Linked DNA regions of Mus musculus: region 2 is linked to region 1. The links are chromatin contacts, called in public HiChIP or PLAC-seq maps. All regions are on one chromosome and are shown on one strand. Each heading gives the region's core, a stretch centred on a gene start, on an enhancer-like site or on the middle of the called end of the contact. The rest is flanking DNA. Distances are from core to core; before and after follow the strand shown.

Evidence for each region. HiChIP or PLAC-seq counts read pairs in DNA pulled down with a chosen protein or histone mark.
Region 2: a contact with region 1 is called in an H3K4me3 HiChIP or PLAC-seq map of embryonic forebrain, with 3 times the contacts expected there. The contact joins two enhancer-like sites. A contact is called at or near these places in 10 of 115 datasets of contacts at active chromatin or transcription factors (craniofacial prominence, embryonic basal ganglia, embryonic forebrain and 7 more) and 1 of 9 other capture datasets (embryonic stem cells).

Annotation. Positions count from the first base shown.
Region 1 is chr16:44,523,928-44,529,308 of GRCm38.p6, reverse strand. All of the region lies in intron 1 of Boc (biregional cell adhesion molecule-related/down-regulated by oncogenes (Cdon) binding protein), which reads left to right. Among named protein-coding and RNA genes, the nearest start is that of Gm30064, 3.8 kb to the left of the region's middle. RefSeq lists an enhancer at 1-563. Within about 2 kb of position 3,093, at least 18 of the 459 cell types and tissues checked have an H3K27ac peak or open chromatin away from gene starts, as enhancers often do. A contact at or near this core is called in embryonic forebrain, where this site is marked.
Region 2 is chr16:44,700,634-44,706,014 of GRCm38.p6, reverse strand. No RefSeq gene overlaps it. Among named protein-coding and RNA genes, the nearest start is that of Gm30445, 17 kb to the left of the region's middle. Within about 2 kb of position 2,539, at least 32 of the 459 cell types and tissues checked have an H3K27ac peak or open chromatin away from gene starts, as enhancers often do. A contact at or near this core is called in embryonic forebrain, where this site is marked.

The sequences.
Region 1 (5,381 bases), core at 1,844-4,343:
AGGATAAAGGTTAAGGTTGGCCCATGAGACTGTTTTCAGACCTTGAGTGGTTTGGAGCAAGGAAGGTTTATTTCTTCTTAGATCACAGCTTGAGTTATTTACTTCCGTCTTGTAGCTTGTGCGCTCTGAAACATGTGACTTATGGTCACCACACCCGGAGAGACAGGCCTGGCTCTCTAGCTCATGACTAGCTTAACCTAGAGGTAGCAGATGGCATCTTTGAGTTTTACTGGCCACCGCTAGTCACATGACCTTCAACTAGCTGCAGAGGAGTCTGGGAAATGGAGAAGAGCTCAAGTATATTTGCTGGGTACCTAGTAAATTCCTATTTCACACTTGGCTATATGTGTTACTGTTAACAGTATCTATACTGTCTATATGTGGTAGATTACAGCAACATCTTCCCCCAGTATAAATCACAGTACGTGTAGAGCTTTTATAAGCCCACACATAAAATTCAGATAAAGACAAAGGAGAAATTTAGAAGCAGCATGGTGCATTATTTGAAAACATCAGACCATTATAATTGTTCTCTATTTGGCAACAGAATGGAGCTGGACACGGTAGCACATGCCTGAAACCTTAGCACTAGGGAAGCTGAGGTAGGAAGATCTCAAGTTTGAGGCTAGCCTGGTCTACACAGCAAGACTTTCTCCCCACCCCTCCCCCACAGACACACACACACATTCATGCTCATGTGCACACACACAAAAAAAGGAGGAAGAGGAGGAATTACAGTGATTGCTTAGTTAGTAAACTGCTTGCAAAAGACAAGAGGACCTGGGTTTGAACCTATACTATCAAAACGTTGAGAGTAGTGCAGCACATTGAGAGGAGGAGACAGTTGCATCTTGGGGCTGCTGGTCAGCTAGGCTAGCTTATAAGGGGGTAAGAGACTGGTAAGAGACTCTGTCTCAAAATAATAGTGGATGGCATTTGAAGAACAACATCCAAGGGTTGTTCTCTGGCCTCTACATACATATGAACACACATGCACACACAACCACATACATGGATGTACTCCATTAACACACAAAAGGGAATTGGAAATGAAGGGAGGGAGAGAGAGAGAGAGAGAGAGAGAGACAGAGAGAGACAGAGAGCAAGAGAGAGAGAGAGAGAGAGAGAGAGAGAGAGAGAGAGAGAGAGAGAGAGAGAGAGAAAGATGGAAAGATGGAAAGGAGGACCAGAGAGGTCTAGGTACATGGTTTAGATATTTATCTAGAACACTGGATTAGTCACCAGCCCTAGATGGTCACTTAAAGCAAACCTGAAGTCTAGATGCATTGTTAATTAGACAGATGGCACAGCTTGATGGGTAGCCCGTTGTTACCTGGTGTTGAGGATAGTACACTCTAGAGTATTCCCATCATCCCACAGTTTGTATCGTAGAGAGTTTCAGAGGTGAGCGTTAGATTGGGTTTATGATAAGAATGATGAACATTACCTTATAGAAAGTTACAATGGGGCTAGAGAGGTGGCTCCATCTGTAATGTGCTTCTCACACAAGTATGATGGCCTAGATCCAGATCTCCAGAACCCATCTACAAAAGCTGGGCTGGGGGAGGGGGTATGCTCCTGTAACCCTAGCACAGAGGAAATAGGTGGAACCCTGATTCTCACGGACTCATCAGCCTAGTGGATTGGAAGAGCTTACTCACTGAGAGACTGTAGAGTCCCTGTTTCATCAAATATACAGACCACACACACACACACACACACACACACACACACACACACACACACACACGTCACTGCGACAGATGCCGATACAGGCAACATTATCTTTATGCTTAAGGAACTATGTTTAGAAGTTGTTCTGAAAGCCTGAAGGGGCTGGTGCTGAATACTGGAGTGCGACTCCGAGACCCAACTTGTCCCCCTGGTCTCCTGGCTTAATTAATTGGGAGAGCCAGTTGCCTGGAAACACACTAGATGTTATTCTAAACCATACTGCGTTTTTCTTGAGGTCCTTCCAACTTTAAAATGTTTCCTTTTAATTAGGTTTGTGGGTAAAGCACAACGTTTTAAGTAAAAATAAACGTATTTTTTTTTTTTTACCATATATTTTCAAGGGTGTATACTCGGTGTTTTGGTAGCCTTTTAGAAATTCTTTCTGCTAAATCTCTCTAAACTCTTATCTTCACCCCTCTCAGAAATAAATGCTTGTGATTTCCTAATGCCTCCTTCAGTGTGATCTTTTGTTAAAAAAAAAAGTCCTACTCTTTTAAGACCTGGGGTTACCAACACTTGCAGCCATCGACTTCTTGTCTCCACCCAGGGGACAAGAGACATTGCTCTGCCTTCACAGAGCACTGGGAAAGGGGATCTTACGCCACGAAGCTGGAAGCCTGTCAAAACATGCACCCGGGCAGATATACTTAATTGTCTAGCTTTTCTCTGCCGGCGGAACAAAGGCTCTGTCAGATCTCATTCTTGCCAGTCAACTGTTCGCGAGGAGTCAGTCTCCTAAGGCCTGCTTTCCTATCCCTGGTGCAGGCCCTGCAGAGGACGCGCTTCTGAGGCCGTGAGGCAGAATGACAGGTGGCCCATGCAGGAGGTTCACTCTCTTCCATGGCCTCAGCCTGGCTTGTGGCGAGGAATGGAACAGGCTGCCTCCTATGACAGGCTCTCGGTCGTTTGTCTTTTTCTCAAAACATTAAAATAAATAAATATCCAAAGGCCACAATTCCTCATGCGTGGGCTCAATCCCAGAAAGGTGATGTTCCTGTTGATTGCTATCAGACCACCTGAGAAATGGCTTCCGGGAGGCCAAGTATTTCAGAGGGGAATATGTATGTCAGGGGTGACGCTTCTCAGACAAACTTTATGTGCAAATTACCCTTAAAAATGGCGCAAGTCACTAGCTCTTGTGGACTAGAATTCATGGCAAGCAATCATTTTCCCGTCTGTCTAGTTTAGATATTTTCATAATTTCTTCTCTTTTTCTGAGAAAATGCATAGGAAAATAAGATGGATCCAGACATATTTTTATATTGCCAAGGAAAACAACACATTTTACTGGTGGGTGTCTTCCTCCAACTTGGAAAATCTCTGGCTTGTTTCACATTGCAGTTGGGTTCTCCATCTGAAGCTCTGTGCATAAATATACATAGCTATACATAGACTATAAATACACACATACATCATATGACATTGTAAGACTGCAGGTCTTTTAACACCTAAAAATCATAAATAATTCCACTAGATTCTAGGCTCTCTCTCTCTCTCTCTCTCTCTCTCTCTCTCTCTCTGTGTGTGTGTGTGTGTGTGTGTGTGTGTGTGTGTGTGTGTGTGTGTGTGTGTGTGAAATCAGAAGTCCATGTGGGAGAAGGAGATCCAAATCCACACACTTAGTGCCCCATCTCTTCCCTCTGATTTGAATACATTCAGACTTTGTGGGGCCTGAGCATATTTTTTAAAAGATTCTTAGGAGACATTTCTAATTTAGAATCAAAGCAGAAAGTAGATTATCATTAACATATTGCCAAATAGAACCCTCCTTGGCAGCCTCCTGGAGTTAACTGAAACCCTGAGGCTCATATTATATACATATGATATACATATCATATATATGAATATTTACATATATAATAGATAGATAGAGAGAGATGTGATAGGTGATAGATCTGTGATAGATAATAGATAGATAGATAGATAGATAGATAGATAGATAGATAGATAGATAGATAGATGTATATAGACACATACATATGTGTGCATATGTGTTTTAAATAAGATTCTTTAAAATTCACACCTTTAGAGTTGTTATGTGATCAAATGCAGTAGGCGCCTTGGTCTAGGAAGTATCTGAAGTGCCCACAATATAAAATGCACAAGGTTCTTAGCTCAGTCACCAGCAAGCACATTTCAAAGCAAACAGTCAAAACTCAGCAACTATAGTTTCATTGTAGAGAACGCGCCTGTCTTGCCAGACCCCAGGCTTCAATTCCTAGCACTACAAATTAAAAATAAAATAAAAAGCCAAAGTAAAATGAATCTAAGTCAGATATAGTTGATGGAGCATACCTAGAAAACCCTAGGTAAAGTGTTAAACAGTTGAGGCAGAGCAGCTGCTTTGAGTTCAAGACCAGCCTGAGCTACATAGTGAGCCGCAGGCCATCTTGAGCTCCAGTGTAAGACCCTGTCTCAAATGATTAACTCGGAGCTCAGTTTCCCTACCAGTCAGAGAAAGCCTTCAGGGCCACACAACTGTTGTTGTTGTTGTTGTTGGCTTTTTTTCTAGTCACAATTCTACTTTTACAAAATGAGAGCCCAGAATCTCTCCTTGGGGTCAGCTCCTTCCTGCTTCCTCTCCCCTCTTCCACTCCCCTACCGCAAAAGACTTTTTTTATTGTTGCCTTAAAAAGAAAGAAAGAAAGAAAGAAAGAAAGAAAGAAAGAAAGAAAGAAAGAAAGAAAGAAAGGAAGGAAGGAAGGAAGGAAGGAAGGAAGGAAGGAAGGAAGGAAGGAAGGAAGGAAGGAAGAAAAATCAGGATGGTGGCTGGCAGCAGAAATGAGAACTGTTTCCATCTTGAGCTGTGCAAATTACTGAGGGTGCAGAAGTAACGGGAACTGTTTGGCCCATGCTCTTAAAGCAGTAGGGGGCTTGGACTGAGTTTCCTCAGTAAAACCTTTGTCCATTTTACAACCCAAGCACCTCTGTGTGCATGAGAAGCGGCCCTTGGACTGCCTTGTCTGCCTGCCCCACTTTGCTATTCACTATTTCACGTTCTTATTCCCTCTCCTTCTAGCCCTCTCCCCATCTGTCTCTCCTGAGCTGGGAAGAAAGTTGATGCCAGTCTCCTTAAGGAGATGGAGAAACTGGGGCACATCATGAACAAGTTAGTTCCCTTAAAAAGAGAAACCCTACAGGAACTCATGCGGGGTACTATTTTAATACATTGTCTCATGGGCTAGGGGAGTCAATTAAGAATCTTAAAAATGGGGCTCAGCCATTAAGAGCACTGACTAGAGGTCCTGAGTTCAATTCCCGGCAACCACATGGTGGCTCACTATCATCTGTAATGGGATCTGACACCCCCCTCTGGTGTGTCTGAAGATAGCGATGGTGTACTCATATAAATAAATAAATAAAATCTTAAAATAAACAATGATCTGGAAAGTTGAAATGATACAGAAAGTTATACTTTTTGGTAAGGTATTTCCTCTAGGAATCACTGTCAGGTCATAATCTTATTTCAAATCTGTTAAAAATAAAATAAAATAAAATAAAATAAAATAAAATGAAATAAAATAAAATAAAATCAATGGTACAGAGTCCTGATAGGAAAGGTAGGGAGGACTGCCTCGGTAGCAGAGAGTTCAGGGCTCTGGAGGCAGCCCACTCGGCTTTCAACCCAGCTATATGGATTCACAACC
Region 2 (5,381 bases), core at 1,290-3,789, 180 kb before region 1:
CCGAGGGCCTGTACATTCCTACCCTGCCAAGACTGGACTCCTGCGTGTGTGTGTGTGTGTGTGTGTGTGTGTGTGTGTGTGTGTGTTTGTCTATGTGTGTCTGTGTGCCTCTGTGTTTGTCCTAACAAATATACACAGTACTCGTCTGAAGTAAATGTTTTTGTTGAAGCATAAGCCAAAGCCTCACTTTCTGCTACTGACTGTGTTTTCTATGGAATATGGGGATTTTAGAATTCATCAAGTAAACCAGTTTTAGTTAGTTTAGACTATACTCTTTTTTTTTTTCTCCAGCAAAATCTAGATTCCTTCCTATCTTTCCAAGCATGCCTAGTACAGCCCATTGTGGAAATAGTTTCTCCTTATTCATATTCACCTCAAATGCTAACTCCATTCTTTAGAACACCACACACACACACACACACACACACACAATCTCTTTCTTCTGAAAGCATTTTGGTTTTCTCCCTTCATCTCTGCTAAGTCCCTATTGTTTTTAATCTTCACTTTAGGTTCCACTTTTCTCCTTCCTCTTAGACCTGAAGCTCTTTAGAATGGCTTAAGGGGAGTAGACACTGAGTGAGAATTGGCTGAGTTGTAGAAAGAGCAGAGGTGGCCTTAAAAGACTCAGTTAATAGAAAAATACAGAAAGGCCCAGAGCCTTTGGCAAGTTCTGTGAATCCATGTAAGCCAGGAAAAATGAATATGTACCACCAGGCATTTCTCAGTAGCCACCAGACAGAAGAAACCATTACTTTTATAACACTAACAAAGCAGGATTTGGGACATAATTGGGAAAAGGGACAAAGGTGAGAGAAAGAGGAACAAGGAGTAAGAAATGTCATTAGATCTTGAGTCTGAGGGCCAGAGTCAACACTCATTCTTCAAAGTGTAAAGGTCTGCGGCAGAACATACTGAGTCCTGCACTTGAGAATGAATTCGCCCTTCCTCCCTAGAAGGTCACAGTAACAGCTGCCTGTTCGATGCAGTGCTCAGAGAAGCTCTTCAGCTTCAGAACTGGGGGGTTGAAGGTCTAGAGCTTAGATCAAGGGACAGTACAGGGTGATCTTGGGGTATCGTCAACTTGAACAGAATAGGAGCTGATGCAGCAGGAGGAGCTGCCCACAGCACTGTGGAAAACATGAAGAACTGTGACCTTTGAGGATTTCAATGACATGGATGGAGATGAAAGCTGGAGAAGGGTCATGGGCTTGTTGATCTGGAGGATCCTTGGGGAGTTGAGATTCCATGTGGTGGGCATGGAGTGCTGGGAGCAAATGTGTTAGGAGATCAGGAGTTAAGGATCAAGGAGACTACAATGGCTGCAGCAGAGGAGTTTCCTCAGTGTATGAGTAGGAAGCCTTGGGCACCTTCATAGCTTCAGGGGAGGGCGGGGATGGGAAGCCTCTGTTTGTTTTGAGTTTTTGCAAGACTGGAAGTTGTTTGTTGACACAAGGAAAGGAGTTGGAAAGCCAAAGAGCTTGAAGCTATGGGACAGAATCTGTAACAAGGGAGGCTTCTAGAAGGTGAGGTGGGCTGGGGCTCTCCGAGAAAAGGCTGCTTTTAGAGGGAGTACAGGCATCTTCCTCTATGAGAGAAGAGGAGAAACAGATAGATGTGACGAACGGTATAACTAAAACAAAGATGGGGTGCCTCACGTCTAAAGGTGATCACACTCTTGAACAAGAGGCTAGGATTTGTTTCTCTGTGTGTGCCGAAGCCACAGTGTTGGTCAGTCTGTCTCTCCACCAAGCTGATCCTGAAGCAAATATCTCAGGGAACTGATGAGGGATGAGTTAAAGGACCCGGGAACAACAGTGAGGCTCCAGGATTTCCTTCAGGTGACTTGCTCCCCTACCCCCACCCCTGCCCCGCACCCAACCTGCCAAAAACAAAGAAACAAAACCAAACCAAACAAAATCTACCCAATCATCCTTTCTCAACAGACTCAAATATCCCCTTCTCTGACTATCCAAGCAAAAACCAGAGGAGTCATTCCCCATCACCTCCTGCACACACACACACACGCACCTTTATAACATTTGAAAAGGGTGACATTCTTTCTGACCGCCGATTCTCCCACTGTTCCTGAGTTTCTCCAAATTCCCAGCATCTGGCTCCATGCCTAACATGCATTTAGCTGCTCAAATAGTGAATGAATGAAAGAATAAACTCATGAGTGAATGGTATTTCCCTGTTGGTAGAAGCTGGTTTCAGCTTATGGGGCCATTCACTCGAGCAGAGAGAGTCCCAGAGAGAACCTGGGCCTCTTTTCTGTCAACACTAAACAGAAGAGCAGCACACATGGGCCAAGAGGTGAGTGCACATGAGAGCAAAAACAGCCAGGCATCTGTCCTGAGACACAAATGGCTTCCTCCAGAGCTGGGAGCTGTGCTAAGCTGCAGAAAGAGTGGGAGGCCAGGGGTGAGGGGGAAAAGTAACAGGCTCAAAGACAATTTTAGATCGGGCCTGCACTGATTTCCTGATTTTCTAAACCAGAGAGTATGCATGCAGTCCAGCAGGCAGCGCCCTGCAAATGCACTTACTGTAAAAGAATCCGTATGACTTTTGTTTAAAAGAATGTCTGTTTTGAATCTGTCTTTCTAGCATAGTCTTGCCTTAAAAAAAAAAAAAAACACCCACAGCTCTGTAAAGTCCTGTTTCAGGTGAAATTCAGTGAACTTACCATAAACAAATAATAGCAACAACCAGGGGTCCAGTTTAATAACCCTCCACTCTGTCCTCTGAGTGCTCTTCCTTCCCAACTCTCTAGGGATGGGTAGACTTATTCCTGCTCAACAGACAAGGAAATTGAGGCAAGGGGTTCAGAAGGGAGTGGCCTAAGATGACTGCACTGGGTCAAGATTTTTTTTTGTTTTAAAGTCAGGGTCTCATGTAGTCCAAGTTCACTTCAAAGTTAATACATAGCCACGGATGACCTTGGCTTTGTGTGGAGAGCCGTGCCGTGAGCAGTCGCCATTATAAAAAGGCGCTGGCTTCCACTACACCTAACTAGTAAACAAGCCTTATGCGCAAGTGCAAAAGTGAACTCACGCCTAGTCACTGCCCATCTCTCGGCATAGTAATGGGGTGATGGGCGAGCAACGAATCAGGACCTGTCATGCCACATCAGGTGCTGAAACGTCACGCTGCGGGCTATATAAGCAGCACCATTTTCCCGGTTCGGGGTCTTCCCTCCTGATAAGTAAGCAATAAAAGCTTTGCCGCAGAAGATTCCAGTTGTCCTGAGTGTGTCCTTGCCGGCGGGGACAAAAGCTCGCAATAGTTTTGTCCATGTTAGAAGACTTCAGCAAGTACTCTACAGGCTAAGCTGTATCTCCAGCCCTCCCTGGCTGTCTTAGTTAGGGTTTCCATTGCTGTGAAGAGACGCCATGACCACAGCAACTTTCATGAAGGAAACATTTCATTGGGGCTGGCTTATAGTTACCAAGGTTTAGTCCATTATCGTCATGGCAGGAAGCATGGCAGCATGCAGGCAGACAGGGCAGCTGTAGACAGCAAAGACTTCGGTGAATAGAGGAAGTAAGTAGAAATGAGATTAAGGGGGTGGGGTGGGGTATGCGTTAAATAACTAACCCAGACTGTGTTACCACCTGTGACAACAAAAGCCACACTGGGAAAAGGGAGGGAAAGTTAAAATCAACAGCTTCTTGGGCTCTGGGAGAGAAGTTTGAAGAAATTATCTGAAGGCAGACACGATCTGCACTTTTCTAGACTGTGTTGGTTCAGCATTAGAAGTGGACTAGAAGGAAGCACGTTAACAAAATAGCTGAAGGGCGAGAAATTAGCAATAGCTCCTGCCAACTATGTCACCTGTTCTCAGCTGTATACATGGTATGTCTGTGTGTGTGTATGTGTGTGTGTGTGAGAGAGAGAGAGAGAGAGAGAGAGAGAGAGAGAGAGAGAGAGAGAGAGGGAGAGACAGAGACAGAGACAGAGACAGAGAGAGGCCGAGGACAACTCACAGGGGTGCATTTTTCCCTTCTACCATGTAATTCTTAGGGTTGCCATGCTTCACCACAGTGTGTCTACCTGTTGACCCACCTCACCAGTCTGTGTAGGGATTATCTGTGAAAGTGAACAAGCTCCAGTCAATAAGCAAAGTGCCACTGCTGTTTTTCAGACTCCTTATCACAAAACACTGTACGCCACTGTCTCAAAGGGCTGGTTTAAGTAGAAGCATCCCTTCGATTGTAAATATGCATTTGTGTTAATAACAAGTATCTCCGTGCCTGAGAGATGGTTCGGTGGCTAACGGTGCTTGCCACTAGGCCTGACAAGCTAAGTTTGATCTCCAGGAACCAGATGGTGAAGGAGAGAACCGACTCTCACAAGCTGTCCTCTGAACTCTGGAGGAGTGCTGTGACGCATGTTCTACTACCCTCAACACATACACAAAATCATGTTAAAACTGTTTTAATCTGCAAAGATAAATATCTCTGTACAGTCATACATTGCTTAACTGTAGGAATCCCAATAAATGCTTCATCAGTGATTTGTGTGGGACTATCAGAAGCATCTCCTGAACTTTCGTCCAGTATTTTCATTATTTTGATGATTGGTTTTGGCCCTAAATTTGGCCAGTGGGAGTTCCTCTGACTGATTTCTATTTTCTTTGAAGGTGGACCTGTTATTCTTTGAGTACTTCCTTATTTTCTATCACAAAATAGTTCACGCTTGGCTTGTTCTTTCCCCACTCTTGCCCTGCAGACAGTAATGAGGGAACTCCGGCTCCTTTAATGAAGGACAAATTAAAAAACTAACATCTGGGGACTGAACACATTTAGTGTTACATCAATCTATAGTGAGTTCTGTGCTTAGGCTGAGCCCAGAGCATTTCCTTCTCTGTTCTAACTATCCCTAGATCTAGGCCTGGAAGCCTCTAGTCTCCTTACAACCTAATCTTCTGCCATATACACACATCACACACCACCTCTCTGTCTCTGTCTCTGTCTCTGTCTCTGTCTCTGTCTCTGTCTCTCTCTCTCTCTCTCCTTAGTAGCCTCTTTTTCCTGTGTTGTTCTTGTGTGAGTTGGGCATATCCTATCTCTGACTCATTCTATCTAATCTTTCTCTTTCATTTTGTCTGCCCTTCAATTAGACATCACTTGCAAACATGGCTGCTTCCTTCTACAAACTAACCTACCTTCATTGTTAGGAATTTAAAATGTGTGCTAAGGGTGTGTCTGTATTCCAGCCAGATCATACTGTTATCCAGGGCATGTCTACATTCTGACTGGATCATATAGACCTAGAAGGGCTTTGGAGGTGGATTAAAATCCCTCAACACCCAACCTCTAGTTGCTTCTCCTCCTAGATACCCCTGTGTAACCTTGGGATTTTCTTACTTGTGCCCCAGTTCC